5 separate regions of the Mus musculus genome follow, and regions 1, 2, 4 and 5 are each linked to region 3. The links are chromatin contacts, called in public promoter capture Hi-C maps. All regions are on one chromosome and are shown on one strand. Each heading gives the region's core, a stretch centred on a gene start, on an enhancer-like site or on the middle of the called end of the contact. The rest is flanking DNA. Distances are from core to core; before and after follow the strand shown. Region 1 holds the start of Crls1 (cardiolipin synthase 1). Region 2 holds the start of Trmt6 (tRNA methyltransferase 6). Region 3 holds the start of Rnf24 (ring finger protein 24). Region 4 holds the start of Nop56 (NOP56 ribonucleoprotein). Region 5 holds the start of Ebf4 (early B cell factor 4).

Region 1 (4,567 bases), core at 1,214-3,713, 1.5 Mb before region 3:
AACCTTTTTAGGAAAAAAAAAAAAAGCAGGCTGGTGAGCTCACTGGGTATGGGTTCTTAGGGCCACGCTGACAACCTCAGTTCCCAGAACACACGTGGAGAGTGAAAAGACAATCCAGGGAAGCCGAGATCATGATGTGTATCAGTAGCAAGTATGTTTGCATGAACCAAAAGGGAAAAGTGGCAGCGCTCACTTCTCAAGATCATCTTTAAACAGCTCATGACCCACCTACCTCATAAGAAAAGGCATTGATACTAAGAACCCGACAGAAAGCGTGTCGGTGTAGAGGAATAATATGGTGGTTGTTGGAGGCAGGTGGAGAATACTGTCACTGAAAATTATAGAACTTCAAATTCTATAGGGACAATGGCCAAATCAGAAGCAATACAACCCTCTAAGCTGGAATCTTCTATTCAAGTAGGACTACGCTATATAGTTGTATGAAAACAAGCTCATTTCACCCAGGTTCAAAGATTAGAAATGTTCCTGAAATTTAGAAAAAGTATCAAGCTGCTGAGACAGCTCGAGATTTGCCCTGACCTTTGTATGTGTAATGAAAAGAGTAAGGCTATTGACCACACTGTGGAACAAAGTCAAATACTGACCCAATATTACAGCAACTCACAAAAGCTGGGAAGAGAGAAAGGTAGCTAGCTCAGGGCTGTGCTAGAAAGCAAAAGCCATCAGACTATGGCGGCACACGCCTTTAACTTGGGCACTCAAGAGGCAGAGGCAGAGGCAGGTGGATCTCAGAGGACAGCCTGGTCTACAGATTAAGTTCCAGGACAGCCAGAACTACACACAGAAACCCTATCTCAAAACTAAAACAAGCAAGCAAAAGCTGAGAATGAAGAGCTCCAAAGTTAGTCTAACACACTGAAAGAGCATGACTAAATAGAAAGCTGCACCCAGCCTCCTCACTTCCCTTGGTAAAGACACAACACAACTACAGCTGGCTACCAGGCCAGTAAGTGAGCCTGTGCCCCACAAAAAAATGTTCACCGGCTGGCATGGTGGTGGTGCAGGCCTTTGACCTCAGCACTCGGGAGGCTGCGGCAGGTGAATCTCATGAGTTCGAGGCCAGCGGATCAAGTTCCAGGACAGCCAGGGCTGTTACACAGAGAAGAGCTGTCTCGAAAAACAAAACCCTACAAAAAGCTCATTAATATCTAGTTATTACATTTGGACATTTGTGAAAGTCGACAAAGCTTAATCTCAAATTACCCAACCAGATAACCTGTGGCATACTCGGCCAACTGTGCTGGGAAGGGCTTCAGCCAGGTTGAGGGCAACTTCAAAGCATCCGGCGGCGTTCAATCTCCAAGAGTTTTAAAGCTAGGCCTGAAGCTGTGACCCCTGCCGGGGTGTGGCCACCTCAGCCCATGCTGTGTAACTGAGGAGAGCAGGGCAGTACAGTGGCCGCTGAAGACCTAACAATTGAAGATGTAATAATTGCATGGACTTGCTAACATGACATCAAAAGCTGGGCCACACTCATGCTCTGGTGTCACCTGCTTGGGAAGTTATCTTACCAGGCAAGGTGAACAAATCCTTCTGTTACGTCAAGAATAGTCTGAAGCTTTCTATAATACAAAGTTGAAAGATCTTTTCATTACAACCTAAGCCAGATAATTATCCTCCGTGATACTGCTAAAGACCAAAGGATGATGTAATCTGCACAAACGGACAGAAGGGCCGTTCTTATGGTTCCGCCGAACTTAACCCTGAAGATTCACTTCAAAAAATTAAAAACAGATTAACTAGACGAGCGATGGTTGTTTTTACCTATGCAACGTGTAGACACACCTCCCAGCAACGGGTGTGCACACAAGGGGATTACAGTGGGTTTCAACTTGGCCAGAGACTGTACCCGGCGGGGGACCCCTGAAGTTCACCAAGATCGAACGCCCTGGCTGCCCGTAACTTCCCAGAACACCGGGTGAGTGTCGCGACAGAGCGCCGAGCCCGTCACCTGCGTCCCGCCGACCCTCCCTCGCACGTACCGAGCTGGCGGCGCTCGCCGGGACCCATCGGGCGCTGGGGGCCTGCGCGGCGGCACCTCCTCCTCCGGCGGCGGGCTCCGGGGCTGCCTTCCCCGCGCCCGAGCAGTGGGTCCGCGGGCCGGCGCCGGGCAGCCGCAAGGCGAACGCGGCCGGCCGCAGCCGCCAGCGCTCAGCCAGGCAGCCGAGGCAGCAGGCCGCGGGCGGCAGCAGGGCCCTGCGGGAGCCGCCCCTGCCGAGCCGCGCCCCCGGAGGCCGGAGGGCCACGCGAAGAGGGCCCCACGCGCCGCGCGCCACGCGCCAAGCCAACATGGCCGTGTGGCCTCCACGGAGTCCAAGAGTCGAGAACTCAGACGCCCCTGGCACCGGCTGCCAGCTTCTCTAGAGAAGTCGAGCGGTGCCGAGGCCGTATGGACAGCTCCATACTAATTTCTACACTCTGGCACTTTCCGCTTATACAGGTGGCCTGAACCGCCAAGGGAGTCAGCTTTCACGACGTTTTCACGACACCCAGCCGCTCTGCTCACCGGCGCCCCCGCGCGGCAGCGGCGAGCACGAACAGCTAAGGCCCGCAGGTTAGGAAGACCTGACTAGTGAGTAGAGCCGCTAGTGCCTGCAGGCTAAGAAGAATGACAGGTAGGGAAGACCAAGAGCGAGTGCCACGTGGCCACAGGAAGCCACTTATATCAGGCCTGCCTGATGCCAAGTGGCCCGCTGGTGTGCATGGCTCTGTATTATCACTGGAGATGTAAAGCATTAGTGTTGGCATCAAAGTAGTTAAGTACCTACTCTGCTTCCTTAGCACTAAATGCATATGAATAGAGCAAAGGGAAATGTCAATAATAGCAATCACTAATTGTTTACTTGGGAAGTGCTTACTGTATGCGTTATAGTGTCATTATTTATCCTCTCAACAACTCTAACATGCCTTCTGTATTTGCCTTTACTTTTACAGGTACAGAAGCCCGTGGACAGGAGAAACCTGCTTATTCTAAGTCTGAATTAGAAACAAATCAGTTCACTGTTATAACCTTACCTAACCTACCATTTTGTTATAGATTTGAGCTTGAACCCAGGGCCTTGAATCCAGGTCGGGCAAGAACCAAACCAGTGAAAGGTCACCACGTGGTGATGTCTTGCAGTCTTTCCACTGTTCTTCAGCCCAGTCTGTGATGGCACACACTCACCTGGAAGTTGTTCGTAAAGCCCACATCACATTTGACGATTGTAGTCTTTTTTTTTTTTTTTTCCAAGACAGGGTTTCTTTGTGTAGCTCTGGCTGTCCTGGAACTCACTCTGTAGACCAGGCTGGCCTCGAACTCAGAAATCCGCCTGCCTCTGCCTCCCGAATGCTGGGATTAAAGGCGTGCACCACCACGCCCGGCTAAGGATTGTAGTCTTAAGGAGCTTTTTATCAAGATCATCTTTATTTTGTTTTGGTTTTTGCGAGAGGCCTAGACTTTTCTTTTTAATTAAAAAAGGAAGAAAGAAAAATGAAGAAAAGGAAAGAAGAGGAAAAGAGAAGAAAAATCTAAGCAGTGGTATGAAACAAAGAGAAAAAGAAGTAAAAAGATAAATCCAGGTGGCCGTGGTGCATGCCTTTAATCCCAGCACTTGGGAGGCAGAGGCTGATAGATATCTGTAAATTCCAGGTCAGCAAGGGCTACACAGAGAAAATCTGTCTCGAAAACAAAAACAAAGTCAGTTTCTGTTCATAATTAGAGTTACATCCCCTTGTATATAGTCTTAGCCTTAGTCATCCCCTTGTATACAGTGGTCTGATCGGCCCATTTTGGGATGGATGGGTCAACTGATGGAGCTGCTTGCAGCTAATCTAACCAGCTGACTTTGATCATATTTATATCAGCTACCACTTGGTTCCTTCAAGTCAGGGTTTAATATTTCTATGGTATTCTATGGCATATTATCCCTCATTTCATTTTCATTTTGCATTTACTATCAGTTAAATATTCGTTGTAAAATACTAGGATTTGCTTTATTTTGGTTACTCAGCGCACACTGCTTTTTGTATGTGTGTAGGTGTGGGGGCAGAGGCTGATGCTGAATGGCTTCATCAGTTCAGGCTGGCCAGGGAGCTTCAGGAAACTGCCTCTCCTCCCTCCACCCAGCGTTAGGGTTACAAATGAAGCATCCTTGGCTTTTTACATGAGGATCTTACTCAGACTTAACCAACTGAGCCATCTCCCCAACTCAGTTTTTGGGTATTTTGGTTTTTTTAGTTATTCATCTCCTGGTTTCCTGGAAGTTAAGTAACTAATTTCTTTTTTTTTTTTTTTTTTTTTTTTTTGGTTTTGGTTTTTGGTTTTTGGTTTTCCAAGACAAGGTTTCTCTGTGTAGCCCTGGCTGTCCTGGAACTCACTCTGTAGACCAGGCTGGCCTCGAACTCAGAAATCCACCTGCCTCTGCCTCCCAAGTGCGCCACCACTGCCCATAAGTAACTAATTTCTAATCAGTGTCTGTTAAATGCTAACGTGCTTATTGGCTATATATACAAAGAATGCTTTGGCTAGAGGTCCAGTTCCATTTGAAGACTCACAAAAACATGA
Region 2 (4,378 bases), core at 467-2,966, 1.5 Mb before region 3:
CCAGCCCTTATACGGGATAAACTGATCCAATGTTGACTGTTGAAGTAACGGTTGTGAGGCTTGTGCTGAAAACGTAGAATACGATGTTAGTAAAAACCAAAGCACTGGCTAGTTTTCCCTCCAACTAGTTTCTCCTTTTACAGGAGTCTATTAATAGACTCCAAATTAGATATTTCAATAAGAATTATAAATATTAACCTTCAGACCTGAAGTCTGAGTTAAACTATCCTGCTATCTACTAGGCATTATTATTAATAGGCATTATCATTATTTCCATTCCTTGTATTTTTTTTTTCTTTTTACATTATGTTGCCTGTGCACACTAGTAGGCCCACACATGCCATAGTGCATATGTGGAGGTCAGAGGGCAGCTTATGGAGTCAGTTTTCTCCTTCCACCATGTAGGTTCCAGGGACCTGAGGGTCCTCACTTGGCAGCAGTCCCCCTTACCTACTCTGGCATCTACCGGCCCTTGAATTGTCTCTTTCCCGAGAGAAAACATATCGATCCCTGCGTGCACGTACCAGAAGCGTGCTTTCCTGAAGCTTCATTCAGGTCAACTCTGTTTTCTCTTTCTCTCCACCTTCCTGAGAAGTTCCCACCACCTCTTCCTCTTTTCCAGCTTTGGAATCTTCCTCGTCCAAAACCTCTGCCTCTATAAGCACCACTCATGTCTTCCACAAGTCAAGAGCACTCCTAAAAAATGTATTAACATAGTAAGGGGGGGATTAATGTACTGTGTTTAAGACCAGCACTTAGGCTTGCAAAGTTCCATGCTGCAGTATAAACCTTATGTGTTGTATAGTTAATTCTTTTAATCTCCATCATGATTAAGGTACACCATAGACATTTATTCAATACCAGTTTTCAACAAACCACCAAGAGAGAAATCAAGGAGTTAACTTGAACCGGTTTTCTGTGTGGAACTAATATTGGGCAGTATTGGCTGAAAATAATCCTCACCAGTACGATACTAGGGAAATAACATAGCCCAATCTTCGCTGTATTACTTTCTGTGGCAGGCTGTCCTAAAACTGTTCCAAAAGAAAGTAACTCCACTTAAAAATTCCTATCCCACAGATACAAACTATTGATAGATTCATACGCTGTGCTGTAATTCATTAGGAGAACCTGTTCTAACCCTAAGAGGTTTTAATAAATAAAAGATTCGCAAGTATGCAAACTAATAATAATCAAGGTTGCTTGTGATAGCCCTGTGATAAAAGCTCAAGTCTTCAGGATCCTCAGGATGAGACATTCCATCGCAACACTACGTTCCACATCGATCCAACAGGATAACATACTGAGAACGGTGGCGATTCCAACATCTACATAGGGAAGCAGCCTGAGAAAAGTCGTACGCAATCCCTGACTCCCCGTCTTCCTCGCGTCCTGCTTTCAGGAGCCCCGGAGCCTGCGACAGAGCCGTAAGCCGTATACACTCTCACGCAGGGCTCCGCGGACACTCCGTCTCCGGAGCCGCCCGGTGCCCGCGTCACTGCGCGCCAGAACGCCAGACGCAGGGCGGGGAAGGCCGAGCACAAGCCCAGAAGGCAAACTCGGACCTCGCTTGAAGTTCTTTTTTGGCGCGTCTATGACGCGCTTCTGCTTAAGGAAGCCACGCGACTAGGGGGCGGGATGAAGTGTAGCCAATCAAAGAGTTCAGAGAGACGGAAGTCGCCAGGCTTCCGGAAGCCGTCCCGAGGTCCGGACCGGAAAGCGGAAGCGGCGTGCAGCACGTGGGGGCGGTGCCGGCGGAGACGCAGGTCCCTCCTGGTCGTGCCGGGCTCCTAGCGGCTGGAGCAAAAACGGAGGTTGAAATTTACCTGGCTTCCATGGAGGCATCAGCTGCGGAGCAGCCGAGCTCACCGCCCCCGCCTCTCGGGGACCACTGCATCCATGACGGTGACTTCGTGGTGCTGAAGCGAGAAGATGTGTTCAAAGCAGTGCAAGTCCAGCGGAGAAAGTGAGTCTGGTTGCTGGCCTTGGGCAGCGCGCACCACCACCCGGATAATCACTCCCTCCTGTGCCCCATTCTTGGCTCTTTGAATCCCGCTCCCCAGCCCTTATTGCTACCACTCAGGTCTTCCTATCACTGAGGCCTTCCCACCGGGATCCTGCCGCATCCTTGGCTTACGGGTACAGTACTCGCCTCTACCTTTCATTCCCCAACTTTCTATTCTACCTTCTGCGCCAAATTCTCTTCCCAAGAATTCCATTCTTGATACTCCCACTCAGGAGGGTGCTTTCCCGAGGATTCTTGGGGGGCGGGGGAAGAGCCTCACTAGTCTTACAGAATTTATCCAACCTTTCACATTCGTATCTCTTATGTCTGACTCTCTTCCCAGCTCCCCACTTTCTTCATAAATCCAACTTCCTCAGTAAGAGAAAAGGGAGATAAGAAAGATCTCTTACACATAGTATGGCTTGCAGGTAGGCAGTCTTATTCTCTGGATCCCAGTGGGAAAAATCTGTCTACTGTAAGAAAAGAGAACTTACTACAAGGTACATGGCCAGCTTAAGCCCAGTATACATACTGGTGCTTGCTGATGGCCCGCTGAAGCAAACACTTTCCTGCCTCCCAAGTGGTGGGATTACAGGTTTGCTTCACCACACTCAGCTTGCTTCATGTTCTGATACAACCATTTGAATGTCCTTTTTATAATGTGTTTTGTTAGATGATCCTTTTTGTTACCAAGGAGACATACTGTATCTTTAGTTCTAAAAGGTACTCTTTTTGTTAATTAGTTTGTTTGATGGGCTACACAGAGAAATCCAGTCTCAAAAAAAAAAAAAAAAACCAACAAAAAAACGACCTAGTATTGTTTTAAGGTGTGTGTGTGTGTGTGTGTGTGTGTGTGTGTGTTTTTGTGGGCTTGAGTATGTGAATTCCTGTGCGCTCAGTGGCCAAATGCTTTGTATTTCCTGGAGTTGGCGTTACAGCCAATTGGGAACCACACAACTTGGGTGCTGGGAACCAAAGTCAGATCCTGTGGAAGAGCAGTAAGTGCTCTCGAGTGCTGGGTCATTTCTCCAGCTCCCTAAAGAGTCAGCTGTAAGCTCTTTTTACTATCCCTGTTCTTAGGAAGCCACGATCCTAATTTTTTGTTTTATTTAGAAAATGACCCACTGAACCCAGCTGCATCCCAAGCCGGACTCCCTATCACCAAAGAGATCATGGCTCTCTGCCACTCTTAATCGTTCCCAGGAAACAGGCAGCTTCATTATTTATCAGATCGCCTCCCACACTTTCCGGCCTGTCAGTTTGGATGCTTGCCCCCCAGGCCCCCACCACACACACCTTTGCACATAAGATAGGCTGGCAGAGGCGTAAAGTGTTTCATTAACACCAACATGATTCAAGGATGAGGATAAGAGGTACAAAATAGATGTTAGTTACTGGAAATCCAGCAAAGAGTAAGAATTAGGAGTCAGGAGCACCTCCAGAGGACATGTAGTTCAAGTGGCATTTGATGAATGAGGGGAGATGACTCAAAGGGTAGAGCTCTTAACCACATAAGCATGAGGTGCTATGGTACATATCTGTAATCCCAGCGTTCTTACAGCAGGATGGAGGCACACACAGGAGACTCTATAGAAGTTTGAGACTGCTTGCCTGACATATATAACAGTGAACAAGAGAGATCTTGCCGGGCTGGAGAGATGGCTCGGTGGTTAAGAGCATTGATTGCTCTTCCGAAGGTCCTGAGTTCAAGTCCCAGCAACCACATGGTGGCTCACAACCATCCGTAATGAGATCTGACACCCTCTACTGGTGTGTCTGAAGACAGCTACAGTGTACTTAGATATAATAACAAATCTTTGGACAAGAGCGAGCAGGGCTGGAGTGAGCGGGATTGCAGCAAGCAAAGGTCCTAAATTCAATTCCCAGCAACCACATGATGGTTCACAGCTATCTGTACAGCTACAGCTTACTCATACACATTAAATAAATAAACAAATAATAAATAAATAAGAGAGAGACAGAGACAGACATAGACACACCTTGTCTCATAGAAAGATGGAAGGCAGGAACCAGTATCTGAGTTGATCTTTTGACTTCCATATGCATGCTGTGGTACCCAAACACTAACATGTGCACATGCCCACACAAAAGATGAAAGTAGTTAACCGTTTTTTAAGGATATGATATACAAAGATATGGTGGGATAGAGAACTGAAAAAGGAAAGATGAAAAGAGTGATGCAGGGCACAAGCAGAGTTTACCAGGTCAGGACAGGTCTCAGAATTCAGAATTCTGTGCGTGTGAGCTGGGCTCTGAAGCTTCCTTAGGTACAAAGCTTTTCTTTACGTCAGCCATGCCATGTATGTAGAAAGTATCTGCAGACCTGTATGAATCCTGCAACTTTAACTCCTC
Region 3 (4,622 bases), core at 885-3,384:
AATCTATGGTTACACATATAAATATTTAGGATGCAGCTTAACAATATGAACATTTAGCAGAACAACAGTACTTAGATGCCCCTAGGGTCTGTGACCTCCCCAGCCACTTGCTTTTGACCAAGTTTACAGTATCAAGTATGAATTCCTCCCTGTGAGGCAGGCCTCAAGTCCAATCAGAAAGTATTCAGCTAAACCACAATGGTCATTGCTATTGCACCAGTGGGCAGGTCTCGACTGACAGATCAGTGTAGTAGCTCTAATCCTGTTCCCAGCAAGACCATTGTTTCAGTTTGCTCCCCTAGTGCTGTGATAAAACACCATGACCAGAACAACTTGGGCAGGAAAGGGTTTATTTGGCTTACATTTACAGGTAATAAATAGGCCATCATTGAGGGGAGTCAGAAAAGAACTCAAAGGAGGGATTAGAAAGAAAGAGTTGGTGCAGAGGCCATGGAAGGGTGCTGCTTACTGGCTTGCGCCCTATGGCTTGCTCATAGCAACCAGGACCACCTGGCCAGGTGTGATACCACCCACAGTGGTTCATGCCCTCTCATGTCAACCAGTAATCTAGAAAATGTTCTGCAGACTCACCTACAAGCAATCTAATGGAAGCATCTTCTCGATTGAGGCTTCTCTTCCCAGATAGCACTAGCTGTGTGGATATGACATAAAGCTCTAGCCAGTACAACCACTGACATATTTTCCAAAGGAGATTCCTGGTGTGTATAGGTTTACAGTCGGTGGCAGGTGATATGCTTACAAGGGGTGGGTCCTCCCACATCAATCATTAATCAAGCATATGCCCCACAGAGGTGCCTTCAGTCCAGCCTGAAGGAGGTAATTCTTCAACTGGGGTAACCTCTCCCCGGACAACTCTAGTTTGTGCGACACTTCTCTTGAATGCAGTAAAAGAAAGCCTGAGATAGTAATCCAAGCCCTTGAGTATCTTCACTCACGTGGCCTGCAGCTCCGTTGTAGTGTGTCCTGAATATTTCTTTCTTTCTTTTTTTTTTTATTTTGCTTTGCTGCTCCCCCCCCCCCCCTTGCTTTGCTTCAACTAAATTTTCTTGCTACTTTTACACATCGGTGAGAGCTTTTATTTCAATTCCTTGAACAAGAGACCAAGAATATGAAAGCTTTGTACCCTAATGTCGGTACTGATCTGCCTTAGCCTATGTGCCAAGGTGACAGAATTAGGTAGGACTTTTAAGCTGGCAACAACACAGCAGGGATCCTGAGAGCAGAGGTAGAAGGGGGGCGGGGGAAGGAGGGGGAGAGGAGGGAAGAGGAGGGCAGGGGAGAGGTGGGGAGGAGAGAAGGGAAATAGCTCACAGGTGTTGGCCTGATTTGGAGAGAGAGGAAGTTGGGTCGAGGGTCTGTGATTAAACATTCTGAGTCCTTCTTACTTCCCCTTTCCTAGGAAATGTATGGTTTACTAAAGCTGGAGGAATGGGCTGGTGGGCATTTTCCATGATGAATTTAAAGTCACAAACTAGTTATGGTTTATAGAAGGATTGGGGGCGGGGGGGGGGGGGGAAATACCTCCCAGGGAAATGGGAAGTTAAGGGAGGGAGGCCTGAGGTGCGGTACCCACACCCTCTGCTAATCCGTTTTAGCAGTGGTAGCTATGAGAACTCCTGCATGCTTTCGCTGACCTGCTAGAATTTAGGCAAGGGCTCAGTGCTCCCAAATCCTGAGTCAGTTTGTCTGTAGTGTAGAATAGGAGCTGGGGGTCGAGAGTAATGAGTAGATGTAATTAAATAAAGGACACACTGTTTCTTAAATATATTTCCTTCCACTGTCTGTACAGGCGCAGCAGGTGGAAGATCTAACTAGGGGTACCTCACCTTTGAGGACTCTTGGGCCGGATGCTACGAGAAGCGAAGCTTTACTTTTTTAACTCTTACGAACGTCCACATACACGGAAAACACTACACAGCGGAGAAGATATGAACCTTATAGCTGGGCATCACGAATCAATCCTCTAGAGCAGCCAGTAGCCCAGCGGAAGGGACGCCGCGCCTGCGCACTTGCCGACAATGAAGCCGCGCGCCCTCAGTGAGGAGGCGGGACTTGCCCGGGCATCCGGGTCCCACACCCCGCCCCCGCGGCATGAATGAGAGGCGCGGCGCCGCCCCTCCCCCGCCGGGCCCGCCCCTCGCCGGGGCCGCAGCTAAGCAGTCGCTACCGCCAGCTCAGCGGCTCGGACTCACGGACGCGGCTCTAGCAGTTCACCGCAAGAAGCTGACTCCGGGCGCCGCCGCCCGCACGCCCGCTGCCCGTCGCCCGGGTGAGTGAGGGGAGGGCTGGGCCTGAGCGCCGCGCGGCTGAGGCTGAAGCGCAGGCTCCGCAGGTCCGGCTCTGGGATGCTGAGGGCAGCGCGCCGGCCTCGCACCCCCTCCGAGACCGGGGTCCGTGGGTTAGTCCCCACATACAGGCACAAAGGGCGGCGCGGGCTGTCACCCGGAGGTCACCTCGGGCTGGGCCCGGGCGGGGGAGGCGGGATGGGCGGAGGATGGAGGAGCCGCTGCCTCTGCGTCGGTGGTGGGGACCGACGCTGGTCTCGGGGGGTGCGGTGTGGCAGTGGTTTTCTGGTCCCGAGCCACTCCTTCTTTTGTGGTGCTTGTCTCGTGCCTGGTTGTCACACCGTGCAAGGCACACTGAGACCTCTCTGGTTGGCTTATTTATTAATGAAAGTCATATGGCGGCCTCATCATTTGTGGGTGGGGGGCGTGCGTGCACCCACAGGCCAGAGAATTAGTGACCCTGCTTTGTTTCCGGAGACCTTAGTGGTGTGTGTCCTGTGAAATGAGACCGTCTGAGATCGTCGTAAAGGGCAGAAGGAAAAGAGGTGTAAAGATAACTTCATCTTTACCCCTTCGTCTCTGGTGTTATTTCAGATAACAGGTCTTTTGGTGTTTCGTTGTTTCTCATTGTAAAACCAGTGGGTCTGTTCATTGAAAGTGTGAGTCTGCATTCTTATGTCTCTGTATATTTAGAACACTTTCTTTTACGATTAATGGTGATCTATTTACGTAGCGGCGGTACGCCGGCATCCTGAACATTGTTTTCTGGGCTTAGTTCATGATAATAGGTCTTTGTGCTTGTGTACCTATCTATAGGAATACTCCCAATATATCTAGGGCACTGCTTTCCCCACTCTTCCATACAGACAGATTATGTTTCTTGCCTTTCTGCTCTAATAAGAGGTGGTCTAGCAGGTTCTTTCCACCTTCTTGTCAGTCCGGTCGTCGCCCTCCCCGCCCCCGCCCCGCACCCCTTAATGCTTTGGCAAAGGATATTACCTAAATATTACCGTGGTATGCACCCTAGCTTTGATCTGAATTTTTGTGTGTTTGGTTGTGCAGCCTAGCTGAACAGATCATCTTACATGACTTATCAGAAAGCACCCCTTTTTTCCTCCATTGTTTGTCTTCATTCCCCCTCGCCCCTGCTCCTGGTTCCCCCCTTCTCCGTCCCCAAAGAGGCTAGGAAGCGCTGCTGGGTTCCATAGGCTTTAACTTGATAGGGTGTGTTCACTTAGACAGTTAAAAAGAGGTATTTAAGATAGGCAGGTGTGGCCGAAAATGCCTTCTCTGGACTTGGGAGGAAGAGGCAGTAGGATCTCTGTGGTTTCAAGGCCAGTCTGATTTACATAGTAATTTCCAGGCCATAACACAGAATGAGACCTTGTCTCAATAAACAACAAACTTTTCCTTGTTATCTTGTTTTAAGCAAGATTATTTGAATTTTAGAAGATAGTTATTACTCTAGTTGGATAATGATATTTTTGTTTCTTTTTTACCCTTCTAATTTTGTAGAGTGAAAAAGCACATTTTTGAAATATTTTTGTTATGATCTTTTGATTCAAAATAGTGGAGGTAAAAAAAATGCAGTTTATATATGAATAATTGAGTGGGTTCAGTTTTCTTTAAGATTCTCTTCAAGATTACTTATTTTTGAGTCACATATATTTTCATCCCTGGTAAAATTTCAGTACAAAATGACATGTAAACCTCCACAACATCTGTTTATGTATAGACTCTGCCTGAAACATTTGCTTTTAATTTGAAGGAAAGTTTCCACTGGTTGGATGACAATCCATTATTCTTAATGAAATTCTTGCTTTATGCATCTTTCTTTCGTGAACTGTGGGTCACAATCCAATATGGGATTGCATAACTGTGGGAGTCACAAACATTAGCAATCAAAAGTTTCTGAATGTTAAGTGATCAGAAATTAATTCAAGGGACCAAACACGAAGTACTTGCTTAGCATGCACAACACCCTGGATTTGATCCCTTGGACGGAATTAACTAGATTTGCTGGCCCATACCTGTAATCCATCTCCCTTTGGGAGATTGACTATATAGTGAATTTGAGGCCAGTCTGGGATACAAGAGATCCTGACGAGACCCTGCTAAAATAATAATAATTCGCAACCAAACACGTAATAGATCTTCGATGTGTTGGTATCACACAGGACTTCCCTGCAGCCTTGCTTTGGTAGGCCTGGTACCTCACATGCTGTTGTAGTACACTCTGCCAGGGAATGTGGCCTGAATAGCCTCAGGTCAGACTCTAGGCTATTGTCCCTTACAATCACCGTGGTTTTGTTTGTT
Region 4 (4,874 bases), core at 913-3,412, 1.1 Mb after region 3:
ATCGTAATTTCTTCCAGTTTCTCTAACTTCTCTTCATTCAGCTCCCTGCGGTTCCCAATGAACTGAGCCAAGCGACAGTATGTGGCGTTGTCATTGACGATCTTCACCAGCTCTGGAAAGTGGTACCCATACCACTCCCTGTAGAGGAAGTCATTCTCTGATCCAGCTATCAAACCTCAACTCAGGTCCCAAGCTCTCTCAGGCCCGTGTCTCCCCATTCACAATACAGACCAGGCACAGTGGCCTAGGCTGAGGTGTACATGGGGTAGGTTTATTCTGCCTCCTCTTTCTATACAGTCAGTGTAGGAACACAGCCTGTGGTAAGCACAAGGAGGCCTTGCTTTGGTCCATGATTTTACCCACATGAATCATCGGCCATGCTCGACTTCTATACCTTACCTGACGCGCATCGAGAAGGTATTGATATCTTTATCCAGTTGGTCCAGGAGGCTTATGGACTGAATAATCATGTTGTCCACTCGGTTCACATTAAATTTAACTTTGGCACGAGAGTAGCTGTGTCCCAGCCCTAGCTGGGCCTTACAAGCAGAAAGATCTGTCAGACCCTTCACCAGATTATGGAAATGCAGACGAACTCCTAAAAAGAAGATGGGACTTTAAGAATAGATCCTCCAGGACCCAAGTAACCACTCACAGCAGATCACATCACCAGGCCCGTAGGCCCCCTGCTGGCTTCTGTGGGCACTGCATCCACGTGGTGGACAGAATAAATGAAATAGGACTCTTACCTCGAAGGATCTCAGCTATCACACCACCAGTCTGGCAGTTGTACCCCAACTCTTCCTGTATTGCAGCACCAATCTTGGGGTCTCCAACCCCCAGAAGTACTTTCTTCTTTTTAGATGGCAGGTATGTCTCCAGGAGCAGGCGGAGGTCCTCGTGAACAACACCTTTGGGACAAAGAAAACAGCTCTAAACCACACATTGCAGATTGGAGACTGTCTCCAATCGGATTAGTTAACACCCATCCCCGCAGGCATTGCTCAGACACATGGAGTCGTCAGTGATCTCTCAGGGGATTGACAGATATATAAGTCATCATTGCAAAGCCTGGCTCTACCACAGGTCCAGGAGCACAATTGTAAAGCATTTAAGTGCTTTTTAAATTACAAGATTTATTTATTATATGTACACTGTAGCTATCTTCAGACACCCCAGAAGAAGGCATCAGATCTCATTAGGGATGGTTGTGAGCCACCATGTGGTTGCTGGGATTTGAACTCAGGACCTCTGTAAGAGCAGTCGCGCTCTTAACCGCTGAGCCATCTCTTCAGCCCCTGCATATTAATGTTTTAAAATGCCATCCTGTAGGTCTCAAATAATCCCTAGACTGTATCAAGCTTAGAAGAAAATCATCTAAGAACATCAACCACCCAGAATCCCATGTTCCGGAGGGACCGACTCACCTTCAGACACAGCATTGGCATTTTCCAAGGCCACCTGGGATGAAGAGAAGGGACAGAAGGCCACCAGACGAACGACATTGTGGAATTTGCCAAGGTTAAGCACACATTCCTCCACCTGGAGAGAAGGATGAATGGGCTTTCTTTGAATTTGGCTTCTACAGCGCAGTAAGGCAGAAGCACCAGCTGTTGTAGCAATTGGTGCCTGGGCCCCGAATCTTAATTCTCAAGAAATGGAAATGAGATGTTTATCTCCGACCGCTTCCAATTATATAGATTCGCGTTAAAGAGTCCCCTCATTCTAGAGCTCCCCCCCCCCCCGCCGGGCCCGGTGCGGTCGGCCACGTGGGAACACGCGGTGCATGCTGGGGTTTGGCGGCCTTAGGGGCTGCATTGCAGCTCCGCGAGCCCACCGAGCTCACCCACCTGCGGCAGCAGCAGGCTGATCTCCTCCACTTCCTTCAGCGCCAACAGCGCGTAGCCGACCGCATGCTCGAACAGCACGTGCAGCAGAACCTGAAAAGAACCGGCGCGCGGCCATCAGTCAAACTTCCCAGTCCGCGGGGCCGCTGCTAGAGCAGGCCCTGGCTCAGACCCGGAGCACGACCCCGAATGCAAACCCAGACGCACGCTAAGGCCTTCACTACGCAAATACCCCACCACCACTCCTCACCATGGCGCCTGCTCCGTGCCCAGCTCGCAATGCGGCTAGCGCGCTCTGGCGCGCGGAACCAGACTGCGGAGACCACACCTTCTCCGGTTTGACCAATCAGAGGCTGCGGACGAAACCATTGTCAGGTCTTCGGAGGGGGTTCGCGGGTGTGGTATCGTCCGTCGGGCGGGTTGGACTACCACGGGCGCGAGCGGGCCTGCCAAGCCCAGCCTCTGCGGCTGCGCGAGCCGGTACTGCGTCTGTAGTGAATGGTGTCGCTCCTGCCGGCAGGCCGCAGAGTGGCCTGGAGACCACCCTTCTTCGTTCCTCGTGCTTTTGTCACCCGTGTGCCGGGCGGCAGAACTCGGTGAGGGGACATGAGGCTTCCTGATAAGCCTCGCAGGTTTCCCGCTGCCCAGATATTCCGGGTCCTCGTGGGACCCGGCCTCAGACCCTGCAGAAATGGCGTCTTCTTGCTGCCTGCCTCTTCCTTTTACATTTTGTTGTTAACAAAATTGTTGGTGCGGGCTGAGGCATAGACAAGAGCGGTTTACCTCTTCCTAGTTCTGTTCCTTTCCCTGATTCATAGAACCCAGCGCTGCTCGGCACCACGTGGTTGCTCATGGCCGCGTAGGCCCAGAATTCTTCCAAGGAGCTGCGTTCCTGTTTTTTTCAGTGCCAGTTTTAGGCACACCAAGGTGGATAATTTAAAATCACCTTTGCTTTAAAAAAGAAAATAAAAAGACACTTTACTTTAGTGTTAGGATTATAAATCCCAAACTTGATGGCCTAGTCGGCCATCAATGGGAGGAGAGGCCCTTGGTATTGCTAAGATCATATGCCCCAGTACAGGGGAATGCCAGGGCCAGGAAGCGGGAGTGATTGGGTTGGGGAGCAGGGCGGAGGGAGGGTATTGGGGGCTTTGGGGATAGCATTTGAAATGTAAATTCAGAAAATATCTAATAGAGAGAGAAAATAAATCCCAAACTTGAATAGTCTCTCTTAAATAGTCTATGCCTTATGCGAGAAAAAAGAATCATGGAGTAAGTCGGCTGTACATTGTCTATCATGGAGTAAGTCGGCTGTACTTTCTCTATAATGGAGTAAGTTGGCTGTACATTGCCTGTAATGGAGCTGGCTTGGATAATAAAGTGGACTTGGATAGTAAAGAAATGTGTATGTATTGCAACTAGGAAGCTACAAGCGCTTGGCAGGACATGGTGGAACGCACCTTTAATTCTGGTATTTGGGAGGCAGAGACAGGCCTGGCTACATAGCAAATTCCAAGGCAGATAAGGTTACCCAGTGAAACTCTGTTTCAAGAAAAGTAAGCTATAAATGCTTGTGATTAGATGAGGCGACACAGCACAAACAAACAAGCAAAACAAGATGTTCCTTTGGCTTCCTCACCTCCACCACTTCATTAAAATGTCACCCCAGGAGTTGAATGGTGACACGCACCTTTAATCACAGCACTTTGGAGGCAGACATCTGTGAATTCAAGGCTAGTTTGGTATATATCGATAGCTCCAGGCTAATCAAGGTTACATGGTAAGACCCTGTTTCAAAAAAAAAAAGAAAGTCCTCCAATATTTATAGTTCTGAACCTAGTGGGATCTGTAGATTGTGATATCAGACACCATTTCTTCCCTTCCCTAGGCTTCTTTGATAAATTAATTGCTCTTGCCTACGTTCAGACAGACCTTTCCTACCAAAGTAGACTTTTGTAAAATTGTTGAGTTTTGTCTCCAAGTTATCCTTCGCCCTGCTTCCTGAATATTTCTAAAGCAGAAATTCATGTTTTGTTTATGGTTGCTCATTGTGAACAAAGTAATAAGAAAATTAAAGGTGTTGGTATCCTATAATCAATCACCTGTGGTAGTTGTTCTCCAGAAAGGCCAATAATGATCCATGCCTCCTGACAACCAGGCCTATGGCCCAACGGACACGGGTAGATTGAGTCTGCCATTTCTGAACCTTGTGCATGCTTGTTGACTTTGAGTTGCCTCATAAGAAGTGAAGCCTGATGAGTCCCATGGAGACTACATGGGGACAGTTAGAGGTCAAGCCTTCCAACTATCCCTTATTCCAACTATTCCAACAGAGAGTAGACATGTGTTCTACCTCTTGCCACTGTCTCTGATTGCAGCTGCATGAAACCGTAGTCATGACAAGAAGAGCCCTGTGTGTACTCTGTCTATTCACAGAATTGTGAAAAATATTGTGGCCTTAAAGCCATTAAATTTATGGGTGACTTATTAATCTATAATAAATATGAATCAAAGTAAGCAACCTGTGTAGGAGCCCAAGCTCTGCCTTACAGTGTGACCAGAAATTAATCACTTGACCTGAGACTCTATTTCTTCAGATTAAAGATTAAAGAGTCATTCACCCCTTTAATAAACCTTTATTGACGATCTGGTCCTGGGGCAGCTATGAAATAGATAGGTCCCTGGTGTAGTGGGCACTCAAATGCTAGTGGTCATTCATCTTGTTTTCTGGGTCATTTTTATTGTTGAAATGTTATTATTTGGAACAAGATCTTACTATTAAACTCTGGCTGGCCTAGAGCTCACTATGTAGACCCATTGGCTTTAGCTCACAGATCCAATTGCCTCTTCCTCCTAATGCTGGGATTAAAGGTGTGCACCATTTGGGCTGGAGATGATGGTTCAGCGGTTAAGAGCACTGACTGCCCTTCCAAAAGTCCTGAGTTCAAGTTCTAGGAACCACATGGTGGCTTACAGTCATCCGTAATGAGATCTGATGCCCTCCTTTGGTGTGTCTGAAGACAGCTA
Region 5 (5,138 bases), core at 2,224-4,723, 1.1 Mb after region 3:
TCTCGCTATCCACCCACAGGCCTGCCTGCCAGCCAGGTTCCAGGATGAGGAGCAGCTATTAATTATTAAAGCAAACAAAAGCATTTCCTAGCAGGGAGGCTAGCCTGCAGCTGCTTACAGGAAAGCCATCCCCAGCTGCCTTCCTCCTCTAAGGCCTTGCTCCTTGAGCAGTGACTGGCTGGTAGGATGGGTAGTCCTAATGTCTCCCATGACTATTGCAGATCTAGGGCTGGCCAGGTCCCTCTAGTCTCTCCAGCCTAGGAAGCAGACCAGAAGGAGAAAGGGGCTACCATCTCTGCTAAGCCCATAGCAGGAAAACCTGTCTGAGGAGGGTGGGGAATGGCCTAGGGATAGGTCTCAGAGATAAATTCCCATTGATTCTGGGTAGGAGGAGTCACAGCAGTGGCCAGGGGCCTTTGGGCAGACATCCCTGTTAAGGAGACCCTGGCAGGGAGCAGGGAGCCTCCCCTCCCCTTCCTATGGGATGGGTATTCATTTCCTCTTCTTTCCCTACATCCTATGCTCAGAATTTCCCTTCTTGTTAGCAGAGGCTCCCTCGCTGATCTTAGCAAGCCCTCTGAGCCTTTTCCTCTTCATCTACTTTCTTCGAAACTTTGGCATTTTTGTAAAGTTGAAGTTTTAAAACTGGAGAGGGGTAGCTGAGGGGTAACTAACTGTAGGGCAGTTGCTAGAACATACTGAAGTGAAGAGAGGTGCCTGACAGAGAAGCCTTTTGGAGCCATCTAGGTGGACTCCTTAAGCTTGTGGGCTACAGAAAGATTGATGAATGGACTGCCATCTTGGCCCTACAGGAAAGCCCCAGTTGTCAGAGCCAGGAAAACAGAGACAGGCGGCGGACTGCAGAGCCTGACCTGTAGTTTAGGTAACATTAAGAACTGTTCTCCTGGGCAGGGAGGAAACAGAAACAGAGCAGGTGCTGAAGGCGAGTTGGGGTTGCTGAAGGCTCGCTAAAGCTCTGCAGTGGGTGATGCAGTGGGCTCGCTAAAGCTCTGCAGTGGGCGTGTGATGCTAGGGGCTTCAGGACCGGTTTAAGAGAAAGCAGTTCTGGCAGACTTGTTGCCTCTTCAACATTATCAGCTATTGTCATACAGAAGCTGGGAAAGAAAGCTGGGGTCAGATTGTGACAAGCCTTGAATGCCAGGTGTCTGGGATGTGCCAGTGACAGCAGCCTATGGTAACCATCCTTAAAGTGGCGAGTCAGAGTACAGGACCAGGAGTCTGAATTATCCTGCAAGCCAGGGAGGAATGCGGTCTAGGGCTCAGAAGTGTAACTGTTAAAAGGTACCTGGGGACACTGGGATTGGCAGTAGGCATCCATAAGCTTTGCAAACCAAGTGGCTGTGGGCTGAAGGTGAGGAAGGCGCAGATCATCCACACCCAGCAGCCCTGCAGGAGCGTCAGCCAGGCAGGGAAGGACGATGAAGGGGAGGCTGGGAGATGGAGGTTTCTTGTTATGACTTGGGATGGGAAGACCTGAGCAGAGGACTGAGGGGGGAGATACACACAGGAGAAAGGACGAGCAACGTGGAAAGAGACAAAAACAAGGAGTAGCCTCCCCTCTGGAAGTGGGAAGAGAATCACCCACGGGTTTGAAAACTCTCAATCTGTGTCCTAGAATGACAGTTTCCAGACTCGGGGACAAGCAAGCTCAGGCCTGGAAAATGTTCTGTTCAAACCTCAGAAGGCGTTGGGGTTCAGTTATGTGGTCTTGGGGACTCGGAATAGACCCCACTCGAGAACCTTTCTCTGTGTAGAGACACTGTCGGTGACTAGGATTGCTGAGGCTGAAAGTCTCATGCCCAGATTTCTTGCCCCTTCACCCACTGTCAGGATATCATCTCTGGCACCCCTGCTTCCCCCTCATCTAATCTGGCAGCCCTGGGCAGGTAGAGAGAAAAGTCTGAAAGAAACAGCAACTTCCAGTCTAATACACTCAGCTATAACGTCACACGACCGCCTCAGCGGGAAAGCCATAACCAACAGAAAAGGAGGCACACACAGTTTTAAGGCTAGCACAAGACAAACCTTAAGGGGGTGGGGGAAGGGCATGGGAAGGAAATAAATATACCAACACACGGAGAGCAAGGAAATACACCAACACACGGAGAGCAAGGAAATATACCAACACATGGAGAACAGTAGTGTTAAAACATCTGTTATTGTGTTTCTATAGTCTCTAGCTAGACCGTTCTAACTAGAGACTCTAACTTACTGGAATCGGCTCATCTGGAATACCCTTTCCTGTCCAGGAGAGATCATTCAACAGAAAGCTCAGCACTCTCTCTTTGAAGACAGATGTGCAAAAATACTGCACCCCTTCGTCCAGAAAACACTCTCTGTCTAGTACTGGGTGAGGCTGGGAAGCACCACAAGTGATACCTGATCAAGTCTGGGTGTGTGGATGGGAGTGATGTGCCAGCCCTGGTCTGCTTCGACACCCTTCAGATACTGGACAGAAGCTATTTAAAACTTGAAGAGCCAGTGCCTACCCTGTCCTGGATGTCCGCAGGGACACCTACTTAGCGTGAGGCACCGTGAGCATCTGATCAGACGTATAACCTCCAGTCCATGTTGTATAATGAGAGGGAGTGTTACAGAGACCAGGTTCCAGCTGCTGCCGTGACTGAGTTAACAAGCTTTCAAAGTCCCCATCCAAATTCTGGTGTCCATTCCTTACAGAAGTCTCCTGTCTAGTCCCCTATGCCTCCCCCTGAAAAGTAACCAGAGCCGATTCTGCTAATTCCCAAGAGCTTCCAGTCTCCTTCAGGTTCTAACCAAAACCACTCAGACGGAGGAGTCCAGCCTCATTCTCAGCCCCAATCAGTTCAGCAAGGCTAACTGCCCACTGGCTAAGCCTCTCTTCAGCCCCACCCACATCTCTGGTTCTGTACACCACAGAGTTTCTTGCCTTTCTTGTTGGGTAGCCACGGAACTGGACAAGTGGAACGGTAGAGACTGCACAGGAAGAAGGGGCTGTACATCTCTAGATGACTAGTAACTGTGGGCCATGGCTCCAGGTGTGCGGGAGGAGGCGACACCACCTCCAGAACCCTGGACCCTAGTGAGCAACCCGCCCCATATCCTCAGGAAGAAGTCAAACTCACACAGGGTGAACAGGAGACTTCGTCGGGACAGTCAAGAGTTAGGACTCCCTCCACCCCTCGCTCCAGTAGCTAGGCGTGCAGGACGAAGGCGACACTAAGCGGTCCAACCAGCGTGCTAGTTCGGGTGGAGCGCTTACCTCTGCGCCGCGGTGTTGGAGTCCAGGATGCCCGCGCTCTGCATCCAGGAGCGCACCGAGCCCAGGCTGGAGGGCAGCAGCGGCTCCTCTTTCAGATGGAGCCCACCGCGGGGCAGAGCGTCCTGTGCGGGGAACATAAGGACCCGCAGTTCGTGGGCGCCCCCAACTGCCAGGGATCCCGTCCCGCCGAGGCTGTGGGCGTCTCAGCTCAGCCCGACCCGACGGCACCAGGAGCCTCCAGGAGCGCAGCGCTGCACGGAGTCCCGGCGCCTCAGTGCCGCTCGCCTCGCGGGTGCTTTCTCAGAGAAAACGGGTCCCCGGGCGCCGGCGCTGTCCCCTCCCCTCCCGGGGCGCGGGGCGGGGAGATGGAGGGATTCCCCCGCGGCCTGAGAGCCAGTGAACAGACTGAGAGCGGAGCCCGCACCGGCTCCGCACGGAGGCGCCCCAGAGGCGCGCTCTGGCGGCTGCCCAGCGCGGCGGTCGTCGGAGGGGGGGGCGAGCGCCCCGCGAGGTGCCCGCCCTCCCCCCACCCGGGTCTCTCCCCCGCCCGCCCGCGGCGCCCGCGCGGGGCGCTGATTACCATCCGAGAGGGGGAGGCTGCGGCCGTGGAGGTCGGCGGCGGCGACGGTGGTGGCCGGGGCGGCAGCAACAGCAGCAGACGCGCGTCCCGTGGAAAAGCAGGGCCGGCGCCGGGCCAGCAGACGCAGCCGCCGCCAGGCCCCCGAGTGCCCCGGCGCCCCGGGCCTGCCGCTGCCCCGGGCGGCAGCACCTGCAGCAGGAGCAGCAGCAGACCGGCCGAGTCCCCCCGGGGCCCGGTCCCCGCGCCTCCCCGCCGCGGCCGCCGCCGCCCGCCGCTCCCCGGGGCCTGGCCGCGGGCCCTGGCCATCCCGCCGCCGCCGCCGCTCCCTGGGGAGCGGGAGCCGTAGGGAGGGAGCACGGGCAAGAGGAGGGCTGTCGCAAGCGGGTGGGCCCAGGGGACTCGGGGCCAGGGGAGGCGGGGGCGGGGCGCGAGGCCGGCCGAGGGGCGGCCAGGGACGTGACATCATCGGGGGAGGAGCGGCCGGGCTGGGGCCGCGGCGGCGGGGCGGACCCTGACGAGTCCGTAGCCGGGCTGGGGGCCACGGCCTCGGTGGAGGGGCGCCGGGAAGCTGGCCCAGGCCAGGGAAGATGGGGAAAGGATGGGCTGGGGGCTGCGCGGCGAGGAAGCCCGGCCTAAGCAGGGCAGCTCGTCCACACCACGCTGGGGAATCACCACGGCCTCCCCGTCGCCACCAGACGAAGCTCCAGCATCTTTGTGGTCCCATCTTCTTCTCCTAAGTATGCGCCGCCCTCTCCTCAGCCAACGCTTGATTCTAGGAGTCGCTGCACCCTTGGTGCCACTTGACCTCGGCTTAACCTCCGCGCCTTAGCGCTTAAGGGTCTCTCACCTTGTGGTGAAGATGCGGCCCCAGGCAAGCTGAGCTACCCGAGTCCTGCACCTCCCATTCTTGTTCCTGTCCCTGGATTACCTAAACTTAAGTTTACATTCCCACCTGAGTTTTTGAGAAATCTCTTGCTTCTGAAAGCAAGTAGACGTTTCTGAAAGGCTCAGGTGAGCTGGGCTCTTAAACCTAAGTCCAGCTCACCTCCTTTTCTCCAGCCTTCTTTCTGAGTCCGTTCATCTTTTATATCTGCACAGAAATCATCTGGCCTTCGACCTTGGGGCTATCAGCAAACCTTGGTTTGAGTCCAGCAGTTTCCTGCAGAACAGCAAAAGGTTGGGTGGCCTTGTTCATGCTGCTCTTTGCACTCTGAGATCTTCACCTTCCTGGGGGTGAGATGGGGGATGCTCCACGTCAGCCCTTAATATCCTGCCTAGCACTGATCCACAGAAAGG

Evidence for each region. Promoter capture Hi-C pulls out the DNA fragments that hold promoters and counts their contacts.
Region 1: a promoter capture Hi-C map of erythroid cells shows a contact between it and region 3, with 14 times the contacts expected there. The contact joins the promoter of Crls1 here to the promoter of Rnf24 in region 3. A contact is called at or near these places in 2 of 39 promoter capture datasets (erythroid cells and pre-B cells).
Region 2: a contact with region 3 is called in a promoter capture Hi-C map of pre-B cells, with 4 times the contacts expected there. The contact joins the promoter of Trmt6 here to the promoter of Rnf24 in region 3.
Region 4: a promoter capture Hi-C map of pre-B cells shows a contact between it and region 3, with 7 times the contacts expected there. The contact joins the promoter of Nop56 here to the promoter of Rnf24 in region 3. A contact is called at or near these places in 3 of 39 promoter capture datasets (cranial neural crest, liver and pre-B cells), 1 of 484 Hi-C or Micro-C datasets (CD4 T cells), 1 of 115 datasets of contacts at active chromatin or transcription factors (pancreatic cancer cells) and 1 of 9 other capture datasets (liver).
Region 5: a promoter capture Hi-C map of pre-B cells shows a contact between it and region 3. The contact joins the promoter of Ebf4 here to the promoter of Rnf24 in region 3. A contact is called at or near these places in 3 of 39 promoter capture datasets (cranial neural crest, liver and pre-B cells) and 1 of 9 other capture datasets (embryonic stem cells).

What each region holds. Positions count from the first base shown.
Region 1 is chr2:132,844,562-132,849,128 of GRCm38.p6, reverse strand. It overlaps Crls1 (cardiolipin synthase 1), which reads right to left and starts at 2,463. Exons shown (of 7, transcript NM_001024385.1): 1 at 2,004-2,463. The coding sequence starts at 2,312.
Region 2 is chr2:132,813,392-132,817,769 of GRCm38.p6, reverse strand. It overlaps Trmt6 (tRNA methyltransferase 6), which reads left to right and starts at 1,716. Exons shown (of 11, transcript NM_175113.3): 1 at 1,716-1,966. The coding sequence starts at 1,836. It overlaps Mcm8 (minichromosome maintenance 8 homologous recombination repair factor), which reads right to left and starts at 1,629. Exons shown (of 19, transcript NM_001291054.1): 1 at 1,305-1,629; 2 at 525-696; 3 at 1-65. The coding sequence starts at 672.
Region 3 is chr2:131,350,404-131,355,025 of GRCm38.p6, reverse strand. Rnf24 (ring finger protein 24) reads left to right here and starts at 2,134. Exons shown (of 6, transcript NM_178607.4): 1 at 2,134-2,290. It overlaps Gm30590 (a long non-coding RNA gene), which reads right to left and starts at 2,194. Exons shown (of 2, transcript XR_374984.2): 1 at 1,848-2,194.
Region 4 is chr2:130,271,700-130,276,573 of GRCm38.p6, reverse strand. Nop56 (NOP56 ribonucleoprotein) reads right to left here and starts at 2,162. Exons shown (of 12, transcript NM_024193.2): 1 at 2,098-2,162; 2 at 1,851-1,940; 3 at 1,428-1,542; 4 at 750-911; 5 at 400-598; 6 at 1-138. The coding sequence starts at 2,100. It overlaps Snord110 (small nucleolar RNA, C/D box 110), which reads right to left and starts at 1,059; the gene lies at 1,001-1,059. It overlaps LOC115489609 (a small nucleolar RNA gene), which reads right to left and starts at 337; the gene lies at 205-337.
Region 5 is chr2:130,294,274-130,299,411 of GRCm38.p6, reverse strand. Ebf4 (early B cell factor 4) reads right to left here and starts at 3,473. Exons shown (of 17, transcript NM_001110513.1): 1 at 3,263-3,473. The coding sequence starts at 3,399.